7 separate regions of the Mus musculus genome follow, and all the other regions are linked to region 4. Evidence: chromatin contacts called from public promoter capture Hi-C data. All regions are on one chromosome and are shown on one strand. Each heading gives the region's core, a stretch centred on a gene start, on an enhancer-like site or on the middle of the called end of the contact. The rest is flanking DNA. Distances are from core to core; before and after follow the strand shown. Region 1 holds the start of Nectin2 (nectin cell adhesion molecule 2). Region 2 holds the start of Tomm40 (translocase of outer mitochondrial membrane 40). Region 3 holds the start of Bloc1s3 (biogenesis of lysosomal organelles complex-1, subunit 3). Region 4 holds the start of Cadm4 (cell adhesion molecule 4). Region 5 holds the start of Relb (avian reticuloendotheliosis viral (v-rel) oncogene related B). Region 6 holds the start of Ppp1r37 (protein phosphatase 1, regulatory subunit 37). Region 7 holds the start of Clasrp (CLK4-associating serine/arginine rich protein).

Region 1 (3,032 bases), core at 429-2,928, 4.7 Mb before region 4:
TTAGGAAGAAACAGCCAGGTCACCTGCTAGGGGCGGGGCGAGGTCAGCACACCTGTTTACACCTCACCCCATCCCCCACCCCCACCCCCTGGCCTCGCAGAGCCCCAAGTCCCCTCCAGGGCTGGGGGGTGGGGAAAGGGGAGCGAGTCTTAGAGAGGAGGCTCCTCCCATTTACCTCTCCAAGTGCTTCGAGGACAAAGGCGTGACCAAAGGAGAGATAAGGTCCCGAAACCAGGAGTTGGGACTCTTAGCGCTCCAGCCCCGCCCCGCCCCTCCCAAACTAGGTGAAAGCGATACCGGAAAACTTCCCCAGGGACGTTGCCACTCACAAGGAAAGGGGGAAGGGGAGGAAAACTGCAAACCTCCCGGGCTCTGACTCTACCTGGGACACAGCCGACTAAGTTCCCAATTTCAGGCTACGTCTTTAAGCCTTTGATTATATTTGGGGGCAGAGGGGTAAAGGTCAGAGTCCCTTGATCATTAAATTCCATTGCCTACAGCTAAATCCGAACCTGCCAAGATAGTGCCTCTGGACCCTAACTGCACCTGGACCCCAGCGAGCAGAGCTCTTTGCCCACAGTTAAACCCAAGACCCACAAGTTTGAACCCCTTTTCTCCAATTCTATCTAGACCCGGGTTAGGCTCGCCTTCTGAGATCCTGGAGGCAGAACCTCTTAATTTTCCCAGAACCCAGGGGTCAGTGTCTGTAAACTCCCTGAGGCTTGCACTCCAGACTCACACCCTTCCTGCCCCTGAGTGCCCCCAACTCTCATCATTGGTTTGCCAAGGGCTCCCAAAGACCGAACTCATCCCCCCCCCAACACACACTCGTCTTGGGAACCTCGACTGTGGGTCCCCTCGCGCCCAATTCTCCCCGGGCCTCGGATGCCCAACCCAACAAGAAGGAAAAGAAAAAAAAGGGGGGGGGGTGTCGTCCCTCCTCACCATCACGACCCTCCAGCTAGTGTGAGTGGGGGGAACATTCTCCACATTCCTGAGGGGGGAGAGCAGAGACGGAAATCCAGATTCCGGATAAGTGATCAGCACAGGATGGGGAGGATTTAACCCTTTCCACGCCGAGGGAGGTGGAGGGGGTCAGAAACCCGGGTTAGAATGGACACTTGTGATTACGCGAGGTGCAGAGAGGGAGGTTAGGAGACTCGGAGAGAGAGCCCGGTGTGTTGCGAGAATCTCGATCAGTAGGGCCAACCTAGAAGGGGGCACGAGGGAAAGGGGCCTCGGGGAGCTGGGAGTGAGGTGGGGGACGATGCCCCGTTCCCTCCCTTCTGAGGACTGACGAAGGCATCCGCGCGTTTTCACCTGTTTCCTGAAGCAGGAGCAGTAGCAGCGGCAACAACGGCAGCGTCGGTGACAATCTGGACGGCGGGAGGACTGCGGCCCGGGCCATGGGGGGCCCGGGGAGGGACTGGGCCCGGGCAGGGGGTGCCTAGGGACCACTCTTCGTGTACCGATCGGCTGGGAGGGCAGTCAGGGGTCTGAAGTGTCCGGCTCCAGGCCGGCTTCCGCCGCTCACGGCTCCCCGGATCAGTTCGTTCGGCCCAGCTTTCCCTCGCCTGGCTCTCAGGATCCGCGCCCCCCGGCCCCTCGCTTAGCTCCAGCGGGCCGGACTCATGACGTCACAGGCCCCGCCCCTCTTCGCCAAGCCGATCCTAGGGCTCAGGCTCCGCCCCTCTCAGGGCTAAGACCCCGCCCATCCCGCGTCCCACACCTGTCTGGCCCCACGATTCTATCTCCGCCTTCTCCTGGAATTAACTATTTGACCACGCCCACTCGACATGGAGCCACGCCCACACACAACCCGGGAAGACCCACTGCGCCCCCTACTGGTCACTCTAATGAGACGCGGTCACACCCCCTTCTAAACTTCCGGTCGCCTCCCACCAGGAGAAGCCATGCCTTCTCGCCCAGACCACGCCCCACTGCCCTCTGGTTAGCCTGAGTATGTGGGCTCTCATAGGGCCTCCCTTCCTGAGGCACCGCCCCTTGGTGAGGCCACACCCCTGTCCCAGCCTTTCTCCTAGTCCTGCTGCTGTGGTAGGTCGGGGTCACTTCTTAGTGGACCCCATTTCTTTCTGATCTCTGCCCTGGGTTCTCGTGTCGCCGCATCATTTCTTTCCAGATTTCTCCTCTTTCTCTACCTCTGAGTCTCCCTCCGCATCCCCATGTTTCTCTGTGGCTCTGCTCTGGTGTTTCTTTGTCTGTCCATGTGCCTATGTCACTTAGTCCCCGTGTCTCGTTGCATTCCTTTGACTGTGTGCGTCTCTCTTTGCGTCCCTGTCACTTTCTGTTTCTTGTCTCATAGTTTTTTTCTGTGTCACTCTTAATATTCCTGTCCCTGCATCTGGCCTCTGCGTCCCTCCCACCCAGTATCCTTTTTTTATATCGCAGCCTTCCGCGAGGGGGCAGCATAAACCAACCCAGCAGGCCGAACCCCGCTGGGTGGGGCTGGACCAGTCAGTCTGTCCTCTGGCCCTACCAGTCCCTTCCGGTTGTCCTTGTCCCACTTTCTCTATCTCACCAGAATCCTGTGGTCTTTGTGGCTGGTTTTGAGGCGGCCCTTTTGTCTCTTCGTAGACGCTCCACCCTCCCCACCCCCACCCGCCTTTTCACATTCCCAGGGCCGCCGAGTGGAGCTAATGAGAAGGTCCACTTGTTGGGGATGGGGGAGGGGAACAGGTACTCCGCTGCTGAAGTACCTGACAGCCAAATCCTCCCCAAGGGCCAGGCATTTGGGGGTTTCTTGTGAGAGAGCCACCTGGGCTGGGGTAGGGCCCCTTCTCCACCGGCCACATACATGAAGCCCCTCTCCCATGTGGCAAGGCCCAAGGAGTGGACCCTGGCTCTGACCAACTTGCTTTCCACTCTTGTTAATGCTCCTATTTGTTTGCTTGCTGATTATTTTGTGTGTGTGCAGGCCGTGCTGACTTCTGAAGGGCAAATAACAACTTGCTTTGAGTTGGAAGCAGCAAGTGGGTGCCGGGGCCCCAACTCACGTAGCCAAGTTTGGTGGC
Region 2 (2,725 bases), core at 191-2,690, 4.8 Mb before region 4:
TAGGGTAAGAATTATGGATTCCTAAACCCTAACTCCCCCAGGCCCCAAGTAGTCACCCTGGAATTCTTGAGTCTTCCTGTTAGTTTGTCTTTTATGTTTTGATATAGGGTCTTTTGATGCATGCTGGTCTGGTCTTGGGAGTACGATCTTCCCACCTCTGCCCTGGCCAGTGGTGCCATTGGAGTGCTATCTGAATCTTGCTACCTACCAAAAACCCCAAGCCTTTAAGAGTGAGGGGATCTGTATGCATGGAGGAGTATCGCTGTTGTGACCTCTGGAGGGTCAAGGCACCAGAAAGGCTCACCTGGAAACGGTTGCTCAACCCTTTGTTGACTGTAAGTTTGACACCTTCCATCTGAACTGGAAACAGCTCTGCAGAAGAGAGATGCTGTCATACCCCAGATTCTTCTCCCATCCCAAGCTCTCTTCACAAACTCTTATCTCACTAATTCCACCACTAGAGGAACCTTGGCCCTTTGCACATTTTAAACCCAGTGCAGTCACCTCAACTTAGGAAATTCACTCTCCTGCCTAACTTCTCATGCTTACAGTTCTCACCACACAGAACTGTCCTCAGTATTTAGTAAGTTAACACACTTAACTATCGAGAGTAAGAATGTCCTCCCTCTTATGATCAAATTGTCAAAAGATCCTAGGCTAGGATCCTTGGGTCGAACCCCTCACAGGAACATTGGGGAAAACCTCTTGACACCGTGACCTTGGACTATAATTCCCTTCCTGATCACACTCCTGAATCTTGGTGGGGTTGGTCCCCTGGCTCTCAGTACCCTAAGACTTCTCCCTCCTGCTGTGGCATTCTTCCCCAACGAGTTCATCATCTGATCGCAGTTTCGAGCCCCAAGTTCAAGGTCCCACCCTTCCAATCCATCATCAGCTTCCAACGTTCTGTTTAATGATTGCAACGATGTGCGCCAATCCTCCGGGGGGTCCCTTCCCTTTCCCTGGGGCTACTCGGGCCTGGCGCCCCTCACCCTTGCACTTCCGGTGGCACTCCTCGAACGTCCCCGGGTTGGGCAGGCATCCGCAGCTCCCATCTTCCGAGGCCGCCGCAGCGCCGCTGGCCGCAGCCCCGGGAGTCCGTTCCGAACCACGGCCAGTGCTTGACCCAGTGCCCAGGCCGCCGCCGAGCGGCGGCAGAGTGAAGCCTGGCGGCGAAGGAGGCGGCGGCGGGAGCCCCACGAGGGACGGCGTAGGAGGCGGCGGTGGCCCTGCGGGCGGAGAGCTGGCAGCCAACACGTTCCCCATGGTATCTGCGAGGGGAAAGGTCAGAGGGCAGGGATCGGGGCGACACGCACACCCCCGGATGCAACCCCAGGCCCTTCCCACCCAAAGCGGACTCGGCTCTCACTGGCGGCCGCGGCGGCTCCTCTTCCCGGCCTGGGCTCCGCTCCTACCCCGTGCGCTAAGCGCAACCGAACCCGCTGCCGCCGCCGCCACCGCTGTTTTCCCGCCCCATGGATTCTATTGGTTCGGTGTCCTCCGAGATCCGCCCACCGCCCTAGAAGAAAGACATTCTATTGGAGAATTAGCAGGAAGTTCCACCCTTCTGTTGAAGCCCTACTCCTATTGGTTCCTAGTCGAAATCAGTCAGTGCAGCTTCCTCTACCTTCCTATTGGCTCGTGTATCCCAAGTTCATTGGTTCGCGACGCCGCGGGGCTGGAGCTAGTTCGCTATTTGTCGATAGCACACGCATTGACACGCCTACCTGCTCATTGCCCCGCCCTCCTTTTGGAGGCGCGGAGACCCGCCCCAGAAAATGCCTTGACTATTGGTGGACCTTGGCTCAACTCACATTCTAATTGGCTACAGTATGTCTAATGGGCCGGCCATGGTGACGTGCGTGCTAGGTCTCTCATTGGCCAATGCGCCAGGGTCAGGGGACATCAGTAGAGGTGCGTTGCGCTGCAGACGCTGCTAGGCAGCAAGGTCAGGTCTCGCGTCCCGACAGGCACCGCGGTGGAGAGGCAGGGTCCCCGACGGTAAAGCCGGAAGTGCTGCCCCTTCCCACAGTGCCTCGGGAAGGTTTCAAACCAGTTCTGGGATAACCTGCCGGCCTCTGCCTACCCACAATGCCGCTTTCTCCCTTAACGCCGCAGCTGCCTTGACCCCCCCACCCCCTTTTATTTTTTTACCCATCATGCCGTCTGCTCCTTGCGTCACTGTAGCTTCTATCTTTGGCCCATTCATTCCTTTCCCATTACCCAGCATTCATTCCCCCATTCATTGAGCTTCAATCCCTTGGCTCGGTTTAGCTCGTGTCTGCCTGTTCACGTTTCCCATCCTTCCGGCCTTTCTCTAATGAACTATCTTGGAATCTTTTACCTTCTGGCGACTACCCACTACGCCTACAGCCCTCGTTTCTTACTTTGCTTCTGGCTCATTCGTTTAGCTCCATTACCCATCACGCCTTGGGGGCTTCATTGAAAATAGTATTTGCCTCATGATCTTAGACACTTCTTGCATGCCTACCGTTTTTTCTTTTGGTTGATGCGGTTTTGCTTATGACTCATTAATTTCTGGGGCATTTTTTTTTGACTTTTTGGGGAGGGAGGGGAGTCCATTCTCTGTTGACTTACAGATCACGGATGCCTTTCAAGCTTCAGGCCTCATTGTACCCCACTCACTTCACATCTCACAGAAAACACAAGACTTTATCAAAGTAGAAACTCATATTATGTAGGAAATGCTTACAAAATAAAATTC
Region 3 (2,949 bases), core at 219-2,718, 5.0 Mb before region 4:
ACCACGCATTGGAGGCCTCGGTGATCCAGGAACAAAAACAGAGTCAGATGCCACAGGTGGTACGAATGTTCACCAAGAGGCAGAGTCAGGTGGGGGGACACAGAGTGACAGCCTAGGCTCTAGGTCCCGGGTCCTGCTCGGGCTCCATACCAGGGACCCCTCGTATGTCCGGCAGCAAGCGACAGCCAGCCACGATATCCAGGCGCTCGGCGAGCGCGCAGAGGTCCCCGCGCGCCAGGCGCACGCTGTGGGCGGCTGCCAGCCCGGTGGCCTGAGCAGCCGCCAGCCTCCCCGCCAGGGCGGCCACATCGCGACCCGCACGGCGGTACACGCCGCTCACCGCAGCCGCTACGTCGTGGTCCAGGCGCGTCTGGCTCTCAGCCAACCGGAGCTGCAGCAGCGAGCGCGCAGGCGCCATGGCAGGGGTCTCCTCCGTGCCCCAAGTCTCCGCCGGATCGCGCTGCACCACGAGCGGGGGCAGGTCGACCGGCACAACCGTGGGCTCGGGCTCAGGCTCCGAGTCGGTCTCCGCCGCCTCCCCGGCCACACGCAGCCCCGTGGGACGGCCGCGCGTAGGGCCCGAGGGACCCAGGTATAGTTCCTCCTCGGACGAGGATGCAGACAGCTCCGAGTCGGTCTCCGCAGCTTCCCCAGGTACCACTGTCCCCGGCCTTCTCCGCCGACCCTGGGATGACTCCATGGCACGGAGCTGGAGAAGAGGAATTGAGCGGACGTGAGGTCCCGAGTCCCAGCCCCTTCACCGCCATCCCCAGCGAGTCCTGACTTGGGCCTCAGTTTCCTCGTGTACACATGGGTTGGAATTGTGCACCTCTGTATCATTTGTGTGCACACCGGGGACATCAAGGACCGTCCAGGCAAAGCCTTAGAACTAGGTCACACGAGATGGCTCAGCTGGGAAAAGGCACTTGCAATCAAACCTGACGCCAAGAGTTCGAACCCAGGGACCCACATGGTGGAAGAAGCGAACTGAGGCCCGTACAGTTGTCCTCTGAGCTCTACACGCGTGCTAGAGACGCACGCGTATATATACATTAACTAATATAAAATAATAATAATGACTTTAATTCCCAGCACCGGAGGAGAGGCAGGAAGATCTCTGTGAGTTCGAGATCAGCCTGATCCTCAATAGTGCCAGGCCATCCAACATTACATACATAGTGAGAACTTGTCTCAAAATAATACTGACAATAATAAAGTAAGTTTTAAAAGCTTTGTAACCAAGAGTTCCCAGAGTCCCACCAGCACAGGCCACACCCTCCACTGTCCTCCTGGCCAGCGAGCACTTGGCCGCAATAGGCACCAGGGCAAACAGAAAGGACAGCCGCCCGAGGGGACCCTTAACAAGAGCCACCGACACCAGAGTCCCGGAAGGAAGGCCATACCGGGTCTCCGAGGCTCCGAGCCCAAGGGGTCCGCTGCCTGGCGGAAGTGAGCCGGTCTCTCGCAGCGTCACGTGAGCCGAGTTATGGCCAATAGGAAAGCGGTTAGACAAGTCGCTTCCGTAGTGTGGGTTTATTTATTTATTTGCTTATGTATTTAGGAAAATTCCGTTTGACGCGTAAATTTATTTTTTTTAATCTTGGACCCTCACAGGAATCAGAGACTCAGCCAATTGGATGTCCGAAGACTCGGGAGCAGGGAGGGAAGCGAAGAAAGGGCGGAAGATGTTAACAGCGCGGCCAAGGAAGGGGCTCGGTGGACCCGCCTCCTGGCTTTCAAGAAGCAGGCGGAGCTAAATAGGATCACCAATCAGATCGGGCCTACCTCCCGAGCTGACCAATGGGAGCCGGAAGCGTTGGCCAGGCGTGAGGGTCGCGAGGCGGCGTATGGCGGACGCGGTGCTATTCGAGTTTCTGCACACCGAGATGGTGGCGGAGCTGTGGGCCCCGGACCCGGACCCAGGCTCGGGGGTGAGCGGCACGCCGTGGCCTCGGGGTGGAGAAGTGGGGTGTGATCGAGCCTTATGGCAGGTCATTGCTGAGGCGGAGCGAGATGACTTGGGTCAAGGCGCTCAGTTCTAGGCCTCGTCCTGGGGCGCCGTTGATAATTAGGGTAATTGGCTGTTATTGGGCTCAGATGAGGGCTCGCCTCACCACCCACTTAGTATGCAACTCAACATCTTTAATCTTCCTATCCTTCCGTTTCCTCCTTAGAAAATGCACCCTCAACCATACCCGGTCTCATCTGTCCCCTCTGCCTGTGTGCTGGATAAAGTGCGTGCTGATCGCGCTACACCCCAGCACACAGTGAGTTTTTTAGTATGGATTTGCCCCTGTAATGAGTAAAGACCCCACCCGGTAATGTGGAAGGTGGCGCTGGGATCACTGAAATATTGTAATCAATAATAGTTACCACCACTTATGTGTTCCTTTGTGCCTTCCTGTGTGTCATACTCCCATCCACCTCCCATTGTCTTCCTTCTCATCCTAGGGAGGTCATGAAGAAGCTGCTTTGTGCAGAGGCACATGCTCTGGGAAGGAGGGAGCCTGCTTCCTCTCTGCTCTGTGTCACCTTGACTCTAATAAAGAGATTAAAATAGCTTTCTGTGAGCCTGCACAGATATGAGCTTGCCCAGGGCTCTCCTCGTAGCTCCTAACTGCTGCCACCGACTGTGTCCGTACTGGGGGCCCTACAGCTGAGGTAATAGAGTTAGTGGGAGTGTGGCCCGATCATCAGGTCTCAGGAGCCTCCCTGATTTTTTGGGAGGGTGGGGGTGGGGGGGTTCGAAACAGGGTTTCTCTGTGTAGCCCTGGCTGTCCTGGAACTCACTCTGTAGACCAGGCTAGCCTCAACTCAGAAATTCACCTGCCTCTGCCTCCCAAGTGCTGGGATTAAAGGCGTGTGCCACCACGCCCGGCTGCCTCCCTGATTTTATAGGCTACATGGCAGTTTGAACTTCCATGACTGTGTGGGAGTTCAAGACCTGCT
Region 4 (3,099 bases), core at 178-2,677:
CAGCTGTGGGTGGATATGGAGCTACGGTAGAGAACAGAGAGGCTGCTGGGAGCCTTGGTCCTTGAAACAAGATGCTAGGAGTTTTGGTCCTGACATAAGAGTTGATGAATTTGGGACTAAAGACAGAGAGGATGCTGGGAGCTAGGCACTGGACAGGAAGTGTGTCATGTGATGATGACCCTTGGTTGACCTGGATATACAACAGTTTAGAAGTGATGGAGAGAAAATAAAAAGCCGAGCTTTTCAGAATGGGCATATGTTGACCCAGTTTACCTGCTGTCCCTGAGTCCTGTGAGAGGCAGAGGCCACCAGCACCTCACTTTCTTCCTCTTCTTGGTCCTATGAGTCATAAGCCTGCTCCAGGCCTTCAGGTGGCCACAGGGGTGGGTTCAGGGGAACCCACACCCAAGAAGAAAAAAGAGAGCAAAGTTTGGAGGGATGAGTCAGCCCCCCAGGATGAGGAACAGAACCTGAAAGGCAGAGTCACACAGACAGACTTGACTGGACAGTGTGGGAAAGAGTACAGCGTCTGGATGCCATACCTGGAAGATTGCCCCAGGCAGGGGCTTCGCTCTCCCCAGGGCCTAGGGTTAAGACTTCCTTCCAGTCTGGTTAGCTTTCTGGAGGCCCCTCCCAGGGAAAGAAGACTGAAACTTGGCGAGTCATGGTCAGGACTAGAGGGAGGGAGCGGACACTATTCTATGCCCTGCCCAAAGAAGTCCATACCTGCTCAGCCACCCGCTGCTGCCCAGCCTCTCAGTCTTTCCCTGCCCACATTCACTGTGGCATCATCACACTCCTCTCCCCCAAAGCTCACACTCACAGCACACGCCAGCACCCCGCACCTTCGCGCGCTTCCGAGCATCGCCCTCTCGCGCATCTCCCAAGCATCTCCCACGCACCCCCTATGGGTTTCCCAAGCAGCTTCTGCACAACCCCCGTGCATCTTCCCCGCATCTCCCGTGTGTCTTCTATACATTCCCCCGTGCATCTCCCGCGCCTCTCCCACGCATCTCTCGTGCATCTTCCGCGCACACTCCGGTGCATCTCCTGCGCATCTTCCCCGTGTCTCCCGTGCAGCGTCCTCTAGGGAGCTCCGCTAGTCCAGGCTACGCCTGCGCGCACACGCACGCACACCTTTGCACCTTCACACGACCCTCACGACCTTCCGCTCTCCCAAGTCCTCCCCCACTGGCTCCCACGACGCCGTCACGCTCACGCCCTGCCCTCGCGCCCGGGTCCGCATGCTGTCCTGCTCTCCCACCCCCGTGCGCGCCCTTCCGCGCTCCCGTCCTCCCTCTCCCCGCATTGTCTGGGCCCCTCTGTCCCCGTCCGGTCCCCGCCCCTTAGCTGACGCCACGCCCACCAAGGCGCGCAGTGGGCGGAGCAGAGGGCGGGACTGGACTCGGGGGCGGGGTCGACGGCGCGGGAGGTGCAGGTGCCGGGCCGGGAGCGAGCGGCGGCGGCGGTGGCGGCGGCGGTGGCGGCGGCGGCGGCGGCACCATGGGCCGGGCCCGGCGCTTCCAGTGGCCGCTGCTGCTGCTGTGGGCGGCCGCGGCGGGGCCAGGTAGGGTGACGGAGGTGGGGGCCGGGTCGGTGGGCTGGATCGGGGTGACGAGGGAGGTGTGCGTATTGCGGTCGGGTTGGGGAGGGGGTCTCGTCGCTGTGACAGCTGGGTCGCCTGGGGGCCTGCAGAGGCCGGAACAATGCGCTGCGTGGGGGGGGGGGGCTGCGGGAGACCCTCGTCCCCGGGACAAAGCGCAGCGCGGGCCAGGAGCCCAGAGCCGCGGGCAGGGGAGGGGGGACGCGGGCCCCGGCCGCCGTGCCGCAGCCCCCCCACCCCGCACAGGCCCCGATCCCGCGGGGACAAAGGGCCCGAGACCCTCCCTCCCCCTATGTCCCCAAGCCCTCCTTCTCCAGGCCGGTCCCACTGTCCTTCGGTCCTAGTCTTTAGATCTCTCTCTCTCTCTCTCTCTCTCTCTCTCTCTCTCATTTTCCCCCAGCCCTTGTCCTCTGTCCCTCAGTCTTCAAGTCCTGTCCTTCCTTCCCTCTGTCCTCCTTTCTCCTTGTTTCCCCCTTCCCGTTTCTCCACGCCGCCTTTGTCCCCCACCTCTGTCCCTTTTTCCTGGGTCACTCTGCCTGCCCCCCATCCTCTATTCACTCTGCCGCCTCCTGTGCTGCTGTCGTCCCTCTATGTCCCCATTCACCATCTCTCTCCCCGTCTCCTTGACATCCTGTATCTCTTCCCTTCTCTGTCCCCTATCATTCTCCCATTTCTCTAGCAGCCTCTGTTGCCTAGCTGCCTCCTTTCTCCTCTCTACCCCACTGTCTCCCTCTCCCCCAAATCTGCTTCCTCTCTCCATGCATCCTCCATCCTCCTTTTCCCATCTCTGTATCCCTCCTCGCTCCTGGAGAAGAGTGGTGTCAGGCAGGGCAGTGACAGTATAGATGTGTGAAGTGGCATATAGGGAACATTGGCATGTGAGCACACACGTGGATTCCACAAATGTCTCCCCCAAACCCTCCCACCCGTTCACACATCCAAGCCACACTTCACAGAAGAGCCCCCTCCAGGACATCCACATGTCTTTCTCACTCACTATGGGAATCTGGAGGACCCCCCAGCCCCCACCCAAGACACGGTGACCCTGAGGCTGGGGACAAGGTCAGGAAATGTCACCTGAATGCTCACACTTAGAACCCTGTGTTTCTTATATCCACCATGGGACACTCCCCTGCGGTGGGTCAAGTTACTTTGCCCAGGAATCCATCATGGGGAGGCTGCTGGTGAGCAAAGGCAGGGCTGAGGTCTCCTATAGGGAGTTGAGAATTGGGACCAGGTGGCCCAGCCCTCTTTCCTGGCTCCAGTTCTATCCAGTGAGAGTGTTGAACCGGATCCATGTCTGACAATGTGAGGGAGCTTCTAAGTTGAGTGCTGCCACACCTGCCACCCCAAGCAAGGGTTGCCGCTGAGGACAAGGCTGGGGGCAAAGCCGACCTTAGAAGTTCTGCCTTTCTTCTGCAGACTTCTGTAGTTGCTTCCTAACTTTCATCAGACCCTCCTTTGCGACGAGCATGCCCCAATTTCCCAGGTGTGAG
Region 5 (2,885 bases), core at 235-2,734, 4.9 Mb before region 4:
AGAGAGGTCACTGGAACCTGTGAGATGGAGACCTGGATTAACAAACAATGCAGGACCAGAGACTCTGATGAGCCTGCTCCTCTCTCTGGCTTGGTCCCTTGAATAAAGTCCCTCCTCCTTACCGAGCTCAGGTGCAGGCCAGCCTTCTCTAACTCCTTTTTTTTTTTCTTGGTTTTTCGAGACAGTGTTTTTCTGTATAGCCCTGAGCTGTCCTGGAACTCACTTTGTAGACCAGGCTGGCCTCGAACTCAGAAATCCGCCTGCCTCTGCCTCCCAAGTGCGCCACCACAACCGGCTCTTCTCTAACTCTTGAAAAAAGTTCTGGCTTTTCGTTTCTGCCTTTGACTCCGCCAATCATCACTCAATATCCGCTACTTTCCCCATTAAGGTGGGACTTGGAGGACTCCTGATGCCTCAGGAAAACCCCCGTCTCCGTTCTTCCCTCAGGGCGAAATCCGAGCCCCAATACTTCGTCACTGGAGAACTTTCCTCTCCCCCATCTCGCTGCAGGCCCCGCCCCTTTTCAATCCCATCGTCAGGCCCCGCCCTTCGTTTTCTAAACAGGCCCTGCCCTTTCCCTAGACCTGCCACTACGCCCCACTTTCCCCCACCCCAACCCAAGGGTAAGTCCCGCCCACTCACTGAGCCACACACCTCTTCTTGCTCTTGGAGCCTGACCCCGCCCCTATTTCCTGTCAAGCACAGTCCTGGATCCTCCTCCTCGAGGTCAGGCACCGCTCCTCCTTAAATCTTGAAGCTGGGCCCCGCCTCTTTCTTTGCCTCTAAAGGCCTAAGCCTTGCGGGAGAAGGGTCCCCCTTGTTTGGAGAGAATAAAGCCACTTCCTCGAATTAGGCTCCGCCCCTTACTCCTAAGAGCAGCCTCACCCACTCTGTAAACCAGAAGCCTCCTCTGAGTTTGCCCCGCCCCTGTGTGTATGGCTCCTCCCCTTCAGAGTTATGCCCCGCCCCTCCTCTCGACCGCCGCCCGGCCCGCCCCCTTCTTTGCCTCAGGCTCAGGCCCCGCCCCCTTCTCACTCCTTAGCGGGACGCCTAGCCTGTATCTCCCCGGCAAGACCCTTCACCATCCTCTACCTTCTGCCTTATCCCTCGCGCAGTGTCCCCGCCACCCTTGTACTCTCCGCACCGAAGCGCGAATCCTGCGGAAACCCGCAGATGACTCCGAGCGCCCCGAACTCCCCGAGCCCGAGCCCCGCCCCAGAGGTTCCACTCTGCTTACCCAAGGCCCCTAGCTCGGGCGCGGACTCTCTGGCAGCGCGGCGACTCGGCATGGCCCGGCCCGTAGGGACCGACAGCCCGAAGGCCAGCTCAGGGCGAGCGCACACGAGGGCAAGCCGGGCAGTCGGACAGCCCGGTCGGCTGGGACGATCACCGGCCGGGCAAGCGGTGCAAGGCTAGGGCCGAAGGCCGGGCTGGACGCACGGCGCCCGGGGCTGCGGGGGGCGCCGGGCCGAGCGGGCGGCGGGCGGGGGCGGGGCGGCGGAATTCCCCGGCGCCGCCGGCCTGCGCACCCATTGGCTCGTACCCCTCCGTGACGTCACGTCAAAGGGAATGGGAAAACCCCCGCTGCTCACGTGACTGCGGGGGCGGGGTCGGCCGGGAAGCGAAGGCTTGGCACTTCGCAGGGTCCGGGTGCGAGTCGCTGCCCATTGCCTTGGCCAAGACCACTGAGGTCCGTCCGGGTCCACTTGCGCCCTACCCACAGAACAAGCTGAGAAATGGGCATTCCATTTCCCCTACGAGGGCTTGAACCTGCTATCTTTCAGGCTGGCAAATGAAGCCAGGAGTGGGAAGTTAGCAGCCATTGATAATTTGTTTGAAGTAAAATTTACATAGGGTCTCATCTTGCCCAGACCGATGACCTTGAACTGCAGATCCTTTTGCCCCCATGGATCCTTCAGATTCGTCCCTCCACAGTGCTGGGACGACAGGCATGAACCACCACCTAGTCTATGCAGCACTGAGTGTTGAACCCAGGGCTTCATGAATACTGAGCTACAGTCCCAGCCCGTTGGTGATATATGGCACCTATAACCTATAGAAACCTATAGAAACTTGTATGTTCCATTCCCCTTCTATCATAGCATGTGTGATCAATGATTCAAGCAACCTACGCATAATTAAGCACTTGCCATATGCTGCAGCCTGTAATGAAAACTAGGGTACAGCATTACTAAAACCAGGCCCACTTCTTGCTCCAGAGGCAGAAAACTGCAGCAGTGAATGATGTGGCACCGGTATCTACTGTTGCACACCAAAGCAAAGAGCATTGTTTTGGTTTTGCTATGTAGCTCTGGTTGACATTGAATTCATGATAATCCATCTGCTTCAGCCTGAGTCCTGGGGATCCCAGGCACCTACCATCACGTCCAGCTTAGAGCAAACCTTTTCTTGCAATGAAAGACATTAGGCTCAGGCTTTGAGAACCAAATGGTCTTAATTTTCAAATGTGCCATCTTACATAAACAGCCAAGGACCAGAAACAGGGATGTGGCTATGTTCTATTAGAACATAATTTGATAAATATAGAAATGGGAATATCATGTAACTTTCACACTGAATCATATTCTTTTTCACTTTGTACCAGAGGGAAATGTTCCAGTGTCATAAGCAAGCCCAGGAGTGGACATCTCCCATAGAATAAGCTTGCCAGTCACACACACACACACACCAATCACTGCTTTCCTTGAGGTTTTCCAACTGTAGTGCTGAGGATGTGGCTTGTGATAGAATGCTTGTCTAGCATGTATGAGATTCTAGGCTGTGTTCTCAGCAGCACACAGAAAGATATTGTAGCCACAATATGCCCATTCTGGACAGACAGAGGCAGGAGATCCACTGACAAGTAGTGAGTTCCACTGCATAGC
Region 6 (2,841 bases), core at 122-2,621, 4.9 Mb before region 4:
CACCCAAGCAAAACACAATTCAGCTCAGAAATGGGATTAGCCTGTGTCCATCTCCCCAGCAACCTTTTCCCTTTCAAAGCCATCAAAGCCAATGCACTCCTCCAAGTGCCCGTCCAGTTCCACCTCCCCACCAACAGGCCTAGATCTTAGATCTTCCCATCTCCCAACATGTAAGTCACCTTCTGTTGAGTAGGGAATACTGCCGAGTCCTTCCCCAGGTAAACCCTGGTAAAAGCGGGCTCCGCGTTCTGCTGCCGAACCTTACTGCGGAATTCCTCGCACACAGGCAAACTGGCCACCTCGTCCTCTGCTTTACTACCTGCTGCCTCTGACCCTCCTTTCCCAGTCGGAGGGTTTACAAACTTCTGTACAGTCTGGGTTTATTTCCGTCCTCGTTTCAGCCAAAAGAGCAATGGCCATAGCCGGCTACGCTTTGCCTCCTGGTTTACAGACCAGCTGCTTCGCTCTCACCATCCCGTGGACTCAGGCACTTACCTTTCCCCCAATACTATAACCAGGCTCTCTTCATCTATCCCTGAGTGTACCATGAACTCAAAGGCTGGCTGCCAGCCTCCCAAACTCCCAAACAAGGTTAGGCTTTGAAAACCCAGTCCTGTGGACCTTTCCAGCTCTCCCGCCAACCCCTCTCTGCCTCCAGCTCTAACCTAGGCACCGTTGAAATCACCAATAAGTACCATTTGCCGCGGGCCACCTCCGTGGGGGTCGGCCCTATGGCGGTCCCACCCGCCTCTAGGCTCTCCCCCGCAACCCTCGCCAAAGCTACCGTGTCTCCAGGGGTCTTTGGGCTCCACCGCTCCAGACACGATGTCCTCGTCAGATGGGAACGTGACACGCTTGGCAGCAGCCTTAAGGCGGCCATCGGCCGGGGGCGAGGTCCCGGTAGGAGACTCAGCTTCGGCGGAGGCCTCCTCGGTCTCGGCCTCCGCGTCCGCGTCGGCGTCCGCGCCCGGCCCGGGCGGAGCCTCCTGCGGCGGGATCTCCATCGCCGCCGCCTCCTCCTCCTCACGGGGGCCCCGGGGACATGCCCCGGGCCCCGGACTCGTCTCTCCGGGTCCTCCCGCCGTTCCGGGGCATGGGCTTCGCCGCTGCCTCAAGCGCCGCCTCCGTCCGCTCCGTTCGTCGTCGTCGTCGTCGTCGTCGTCGCAGTCGCCGGGAGCCCCAACGCGCCTCCGCCGAGCTCCGCGAGTACCTGCTCTTCCGCAGCCACACTTTCGCTACAAGCCGAAGGGCCCGCTGCGTACCGAGAAAAGCATAGCACCGACTCAAGCTTTTGCTCTGAAAAAAAACCGTGTCGAGGACGACAGGAAGACCGGAACAAAGAACAGTAAGCTCCGCGGAAAAAAGAAACGTGACCGGCGAATCTGCAGAGCCAAACTGCAGAACACAGAGGCGGGGCCTATGAACGCTGTCTCCCGGAGCGCCGCGCATGCGCGAGTTCTAGCCGCCCCCTCCCGCCCCCCACAAGCCAAGCTGTCAACAGTCAGGCTCCCGCACATTCGTCACAAGCCCAAGTAATTCGGGAAAGGATTCAATACAAATCCTATAACCGCGGCCTGCGAGAGGGCTGTCAGCGGCTAAAGCCGTCTGAGTTCGTAAAAATAGAAGAATCGCCTCCACAAAATTGTCCTCTGATTTCTACGCGTCTACAAGAAATGAGTAACTTAAAATATAAAATACGGATCAGATATTAATTAAAAAACCACTTGCTGGACATGGTAGTGACTCGCCTTGTGAACCGAGCCTTGGAGAGGCTGAAGGAGGAGGTTGCGAATTCGAGGCTAGGCTGGATTACAAAGGGAGCCTCAGACAAGCAGGTGCTACAGCAGGAGACCCTGGTGGGGCTAAGCCAAGTACTGGGAGCAGGATAAAGTGATGGAGGTGCTGAGAGCTGAGAGCCAAGCTGAATATCGGATGAGTACGTACAAGTGACAGAAGCGACAGAAGAGCACACTTTAGCACAATTTTCGTCAAAATTGTATCAAATGTAAATTACAATATTAGACGAGTCTGCTAGGTATTCATGAACCTGCTATAAAAACAAAACAAAACAAAAACTGGGAGCAGGAATTCCAAAGGCTCGGGATGAACCAGCTGACCAAACCTGAGCGAGCCTAAGCCACACCTCCAAGGGGTCGATTCCAAAGCTCAGGATTCATCTGGGCACTTTCGCTTTTCCTTCTCAGCTCATTAAAGCCCACTGGCACAGGGACTGAAACCACAGAACGGGATTTGAGGAGGGTCGAGCACAGCATTGCCAAGTAGAGAGCTAGGCTGGAACTGGAGGGAGGCTCCAGTGTGAACTGATAACTGAGACCACTGCTAAGGGTAGCTGCTTTCCTCTTCACAGTTGGGGGTTAGCACACTTTGGAGACTGAGAAGTACCAAAAGCCCCTATAATTAATGCAAACCTTCAGTTACATTCTGAACTCCAAAAGGCATTAAGTGGGCTTTGTTTGGGGGGGGAGGGTTGGGTTTTGTTTGGTTTTACTGGTTCTCATGTAATCCAGGCTGCCCGCTGACTTGCCATGTAGGAAAGACAGGCTTTATCTCTGGCTCCTCCTGCCTCTACACCCCCTTCCCCACACCAAATGCTGGGATTACAGACTTGGGTCACTGTGCTTAGCTAGGAACTGCTTCCAGATATCATGTACTGAAAGATTTCTAGTGACAAGGGGCTGAAACAGGGGACACAGACTCCCTCACTAGACGGCTAGAGCAAACTGAGGAAGGGTAAAACTTCAACGCTAACCACCAACCTGCAGCATTTGCTCCCGGGCACTGGCACGGCACTGGCACACAAGTGTGACCACCACCACCACT
Region 7 (2,791 bases), core at 74-2,573, 4.9 Mb before region 4:
GCCCCACACTCAAGTCTGCTCACTCACAATCTTCTCATAGTACTCCCGACGCCGCTCCGCCCTCTTCTTGTAGTCCACCATCATGCCTCGAAGTTTCCGCTCATGCTTCCGAGCCTCGTGCCACATGGTGCTGAGGCTTCTGCCTGAGGGAGGAGGGCACCAGACATGTCAAAGGGACTATAAAGACCACGTGGGTAGAGTTACAGTCCTCTGACATGTTGGGGTTGATCCTGATGGACTAAATTCCAAGTCCCATGGCTTCAGGGGAGAGAGAGACCCTGCTGCAGACCAGGACGCTGAGTGCACAAAAGGACTCCTAACAGTCCTGTGGCAGTAGCTCCAGAACTATGAGAAAGCTCTCTGTGACCTAGGTAAGATCTTCTCCTGGGAAAAAAAATCCTCCTAGATTCTGCTCGCTAAAGTCCATATGAAAGACTATAGAGTAGATAGCCTTTGGAAGGCTGATGCAGAACTGTCTTGAGTTCAAGGCCAGCCTTGGTTACACTGTCCAGTGTAACCTAAATATGGAGATCCTACTTTAATTAAAAAAAAAATGGCTGGGAGTGATGGTGCATGCCTTGAATCTCAGCAGTGGGAAGGCAGGACAGGCAGATGTCTGAGTATGGAGCCAGCCTGGTTTATGTACTAAGTTCCAGGCTAGCCAAGGCTACATAGTGAGATGCTGTCTGGAAAAATAAAAATGGAATTTTTGAAATAAAAGGAATGTCTGAAACCGATCCGTAGCTGCCAGGGCTGGGCTCACAAGAACCCCTAAGATCCCTCTGCAGGAACCATGCATGGTACGGGAGGGGGGTGCAGCAGTGTTGTAAGGTAGGTTAGTGGAGAGAGGCAACAGCACAGCCCAGACACGCTTGGGGAGGGGGGTGAGGCCAGGTGAAGGGCGTGGACAGAGGATGAAGATGGTCAGGCGGCTGAGCTCTAAAGGAGGGACGTGAAGCCGGCCAGGCAGGCTAAAAAGAGAGAGTGCGGCCCTGGGCCGGAGCGATGGGTGAAAGACAGGGACGGAGCTGCGTCTGGGGACCAGGGTCCGTGCCGAACCCCAAAGCCCGGATTCGGGCCTGAGGAGGGGCGAGGGGCGCAGCCTGAGGCCTGTCAGGGCGGAAGCAGGCGGGGCCGCCGTCGGGGCCCGGCGGACACCCACGGTGATCTCCGGAGCGCCTCGGACAAGGATGAGGTCGACTGCCACCGCTCGGAAGCCGGGAGGTCGGGGTCGGATGCCTGCACTCACCGGCCAGTCGCCGCCTCCCACTGCTGCGCTCGCGCGCGCTCACGACCCACACCGGAAGCGGAAGTGAGAGGTTGAGCGAAGGAGAGAGGCGGCGCTGCACAAAAGGCACTTCCGCGGTCGAGAGGAAGGGCTCTGGGATGTGGGCGTGGCTCTCGCGATTATGGGCGGGGCCTGCAGGGTGGCACCATCTGGGACCTGTCCTAAAAGTGAGAGCTTAAGTAGAGGAACCCAGAATTCCAGACACGTTTTGTTGTTGTTTTTAAAGATTTATTTCTTTTAGGGGCTGGAGTGGTGACAATCGATTGAGAACTGGAAGCTCTCGCCAAGGTCCTGAGTTTAATTGCCCGCACTCACATAGGGCTCACAACCAGTCTCTTTTTTTTTTTTTTTTTTTTTAAAGATTTATTTATTTATTATATGTAAGTACACTGTAGCTGTCTTCAGACATTCCAGAAGAGGGAGTCAGATCTCATTACAGATGGTTGTGAGCCACCATGTGGTTGCTGGGATTTGAACTCTGGACCTTCGGAAGAGCAGTCGGGTGCTCTTACCCACTGAGCCATCTCACCAGCCCAACAACCAGTCTCTTAACTGTAGTCCTATGGGATCCAGTGCCCTATTCTGATGTGCATACATGCCGAGAAAACACCCATATGCATAAAATACAAAAATAGAAAAGTCTTTTTAAAAGATTTATATTGCCGGACAGTGGTGGCACACGCCTTTTAATCCCAGCACTTGGGAGGCAGAGGCAGGTAGATTTCTGAGTTCGAGGCCAGCCTGGTCTACAAAGTGAGTTCCAGGACAGCCAGGGCTACACAGAGAAACCCTGTCTCGGAAAAAAAATATTATGTGTATGCCTGAAGGTGTATGTTTCTCTGAGATGTATACACACACATATATATTATATAATTTTATTTAATCCTATATGTACATATATATGTATACATATATGTACGTGTATATGTATATATAAATATATATGTATACACACAGACATATATGTGGGATTAATAAAAATTATCTGTAGGTTGTGTTCAGTTAATTCAACAATAGCAGGCTAGGAACAGAAAGGCCAAGAACTCAGTAGATCAGTAGATGCTCGGGCTACAAGGCTGGATGCCTCAGCTGGTCTTCAGTATACACTAGAACCACAGAGAAGGCTCTAACGCCAGTGAAGGAATGGACTTGCTAGCAAGACGATGGCAAGCAGGCAAATACCTAAAGCTTCCTTCTTCCACATCCCTATATACAATCCAGCAGAAATCGTGGCCCAGATTAGAGCTGGATTAAAAGTGTGTCTTCCCATCTCAAGATCCAGATTAGAAATTGAGCTTCCAGGGGCTGGAGAAATGGCTCGGCGGTTAAGAGCACTGACTCTTCTTCTGGAGGTCCTGAGTTCAATTCCCAGCAACCACATGGTGGCTCACAACCATCTGTAATGGAATCCAATGCCTTTTTCTGGTATGTCTGAAGACAGCGACAGTGTACTCACATACATAAAATAAATAAAATCTTTTTTAAAAAGTAAGTGGATCTTCC

Evidence for each region. Promoter capture Hi-C pulls out the DNA fragments that hold promoters and counts their contacts.
Region 1: a promoter capture Hi-C map of embryonic stem cells shows a contact between it and region 4. The contact joins the promoter of Nectin2 here to the promoter of Cadm4 in region 4. A contact is called at or near these places in 2 of 39 promoter capture datasets (cranial neural crest and embryonic stem cells).
Region 2: a promoter capture Hi-C map of second pharyngeal arch cranial neural crest shows a contact between it and region 4. The contact joins the promoter of Tomm40 here to the promoter of Cadm4 in region 4. A contact is called at or near these places in 6 of 39 promoter capture datasets (cranial neural crest, embryonic stem cells, frontonasal cranial neural crest and 2 more).
Region 3: a contact with region 4 is called in a promoter capture Hi-C map of cranial neural crest. The contact joins the promoter of Bloc1s3 here to the promoter of Cadm4 in region 4. A contact is called at or near these places in 2 of 39 promoter capture datasets (cranial neural crest and embryonic stem cells).
Region 5: a promoter capture Hi-C map of second pharyngeal arch cranial neural crest shows a contact between it and region 4. The contact joins the promoter of Relb here to the promoter of Cadm4 in region 4. A contact is called at or near these places in 4 of 39 promoter capture datasets (cranial neural crest, embryonic stem cells, frontonasal cranial neural crest and 1 more).
Region 6: a contact with region 4 is called in a promoter capture Hi-C map of second pharyngeal arch cranial neural crest. The contact joins the promoter of Ppp1r37 here to the promoter of Cadm4 in region 4. A contact is called at or near these places in 3 of 39 promoter capture datasets (cranial neural crest, embryonic stem cells and second pharyngeal arch cranial neural crest).
Region 7: a contact with region 4 is called in a promoter capture Hi-C map of the HPC-7 cell line. The contact joins the promoter of Clasrp here to the promoter of Cadm4 in region 4. A contact is called at or near these places in 3 of 39 promoter capture datasets (the HPC-7 cell line, cranial neural crest and embryonic stem cells).

Annotation. Positions count from the first base shown.
Region 1 is chr7:19,747,895-19,750,926 of GRCm38.p6, forward strand. It overlaps Nectin2 (nectin cell adhesion molecule 2), which reads right to left and starts at 1,679. Exons shown (of 9, transcript NM_008990.3): 1 at 1,321-1,679. The coding sequence starts at 1,408. Gm34744 (a long non-coding RNA gene) reads left to right here and starts at 1,676. Exons shown (of 3, transcript XR_881878.3): 1 at 1,676-2,055.
Region 2 is chr7:19,713,989-19,716,713 of GRCm38.p6, forward strand. Tomm40 (translocase of outer mitochondrial membrane 40) reads right to left here and starts at 1,441. Exons shown (of 10, transcript NM_016871.2): 1 at 1,370-1,441; 2 at 993-1,271; 3 at 305-372. The coding sequence starts at 1,266. It overlaps Nectin2 (nectin cell adhesion molecule 2), which reads right to left. Exons shown (of 9, transcript NM_008990.3): 9 at 2,656-2,725. Gm38955 (a long non-coding RNA gene) reads left to right here and starts at 1,476. Exons shown (of 2, transcript XR_881874.2): 1 at 1,476-2,001.
Region 3 is chr7:19,506,902-19,509,850 of GRCm38.p6, forward strand. It overlaps Bloc1s3 (biogenesis of lysosomal organelles complex-1, subunit 3), which reads right to left and starts at 1,469. Exons shown (of 2, transcript NM_177692.4): 1 at 1,404-1,469; 2 at 1-709. The coding sequence starts at 700. The coding sequence ends at 113. Trappc6a (trafficking protein particle complex 6A) reads left to right here and starts at 1,769. Exons shown (of 6, transcript NM_025960.4): 1 at 1,769-1,931. The coding sequence starts at 1,848.
Region 4 is chr7:24,480,596-24,483,694 of GRCm38.p6, forward strand. It overlaps Cadm4 (cell adhesion molecule 4), which reads left to right and starts at 1,428. Exons shown (of 9, transcript NM_153112.3): 1 at 1,428-1,567. The coding sequence starts at 1,504.
Region 5 is chr7:19,627,954-19,630,838 of GRCm38.p6, forward strand. It overlaps Relb (avian reticuloendotheliosis viral (v-rel) oncogene related B), which reads right to left and starts at 1,485. Exons shown (of 12, transcript NM_009046.2): 1 at 1,238-1,485; 2 at 1-17. The coding sequence starts at 1,289.
Region 6 is chr7:19,561,027-19,563,867 of GRCm38.p6, forward strand. It overlaps Ppp1r37 (protein phosphatase 1, regulatory subunit 37), which reads right to left and starts at 1,372. Exons shown (of 13, transcript NM_199149.3): 1 at 785-1,372. The coding sequence starts at 1,004.
Region 7 is chr7:19,603,163-19,605,953 of GRCm38.p6, forward strand. It overlaps Clasrp (CLK4-associating serine/arginine rich protein), which reads right to left and starts at 1,324. Exons shown (of 21, transcript NM_016680.5): 1 at 1,250-1,324; 2 at 28-143. The coding sequence starts at 126.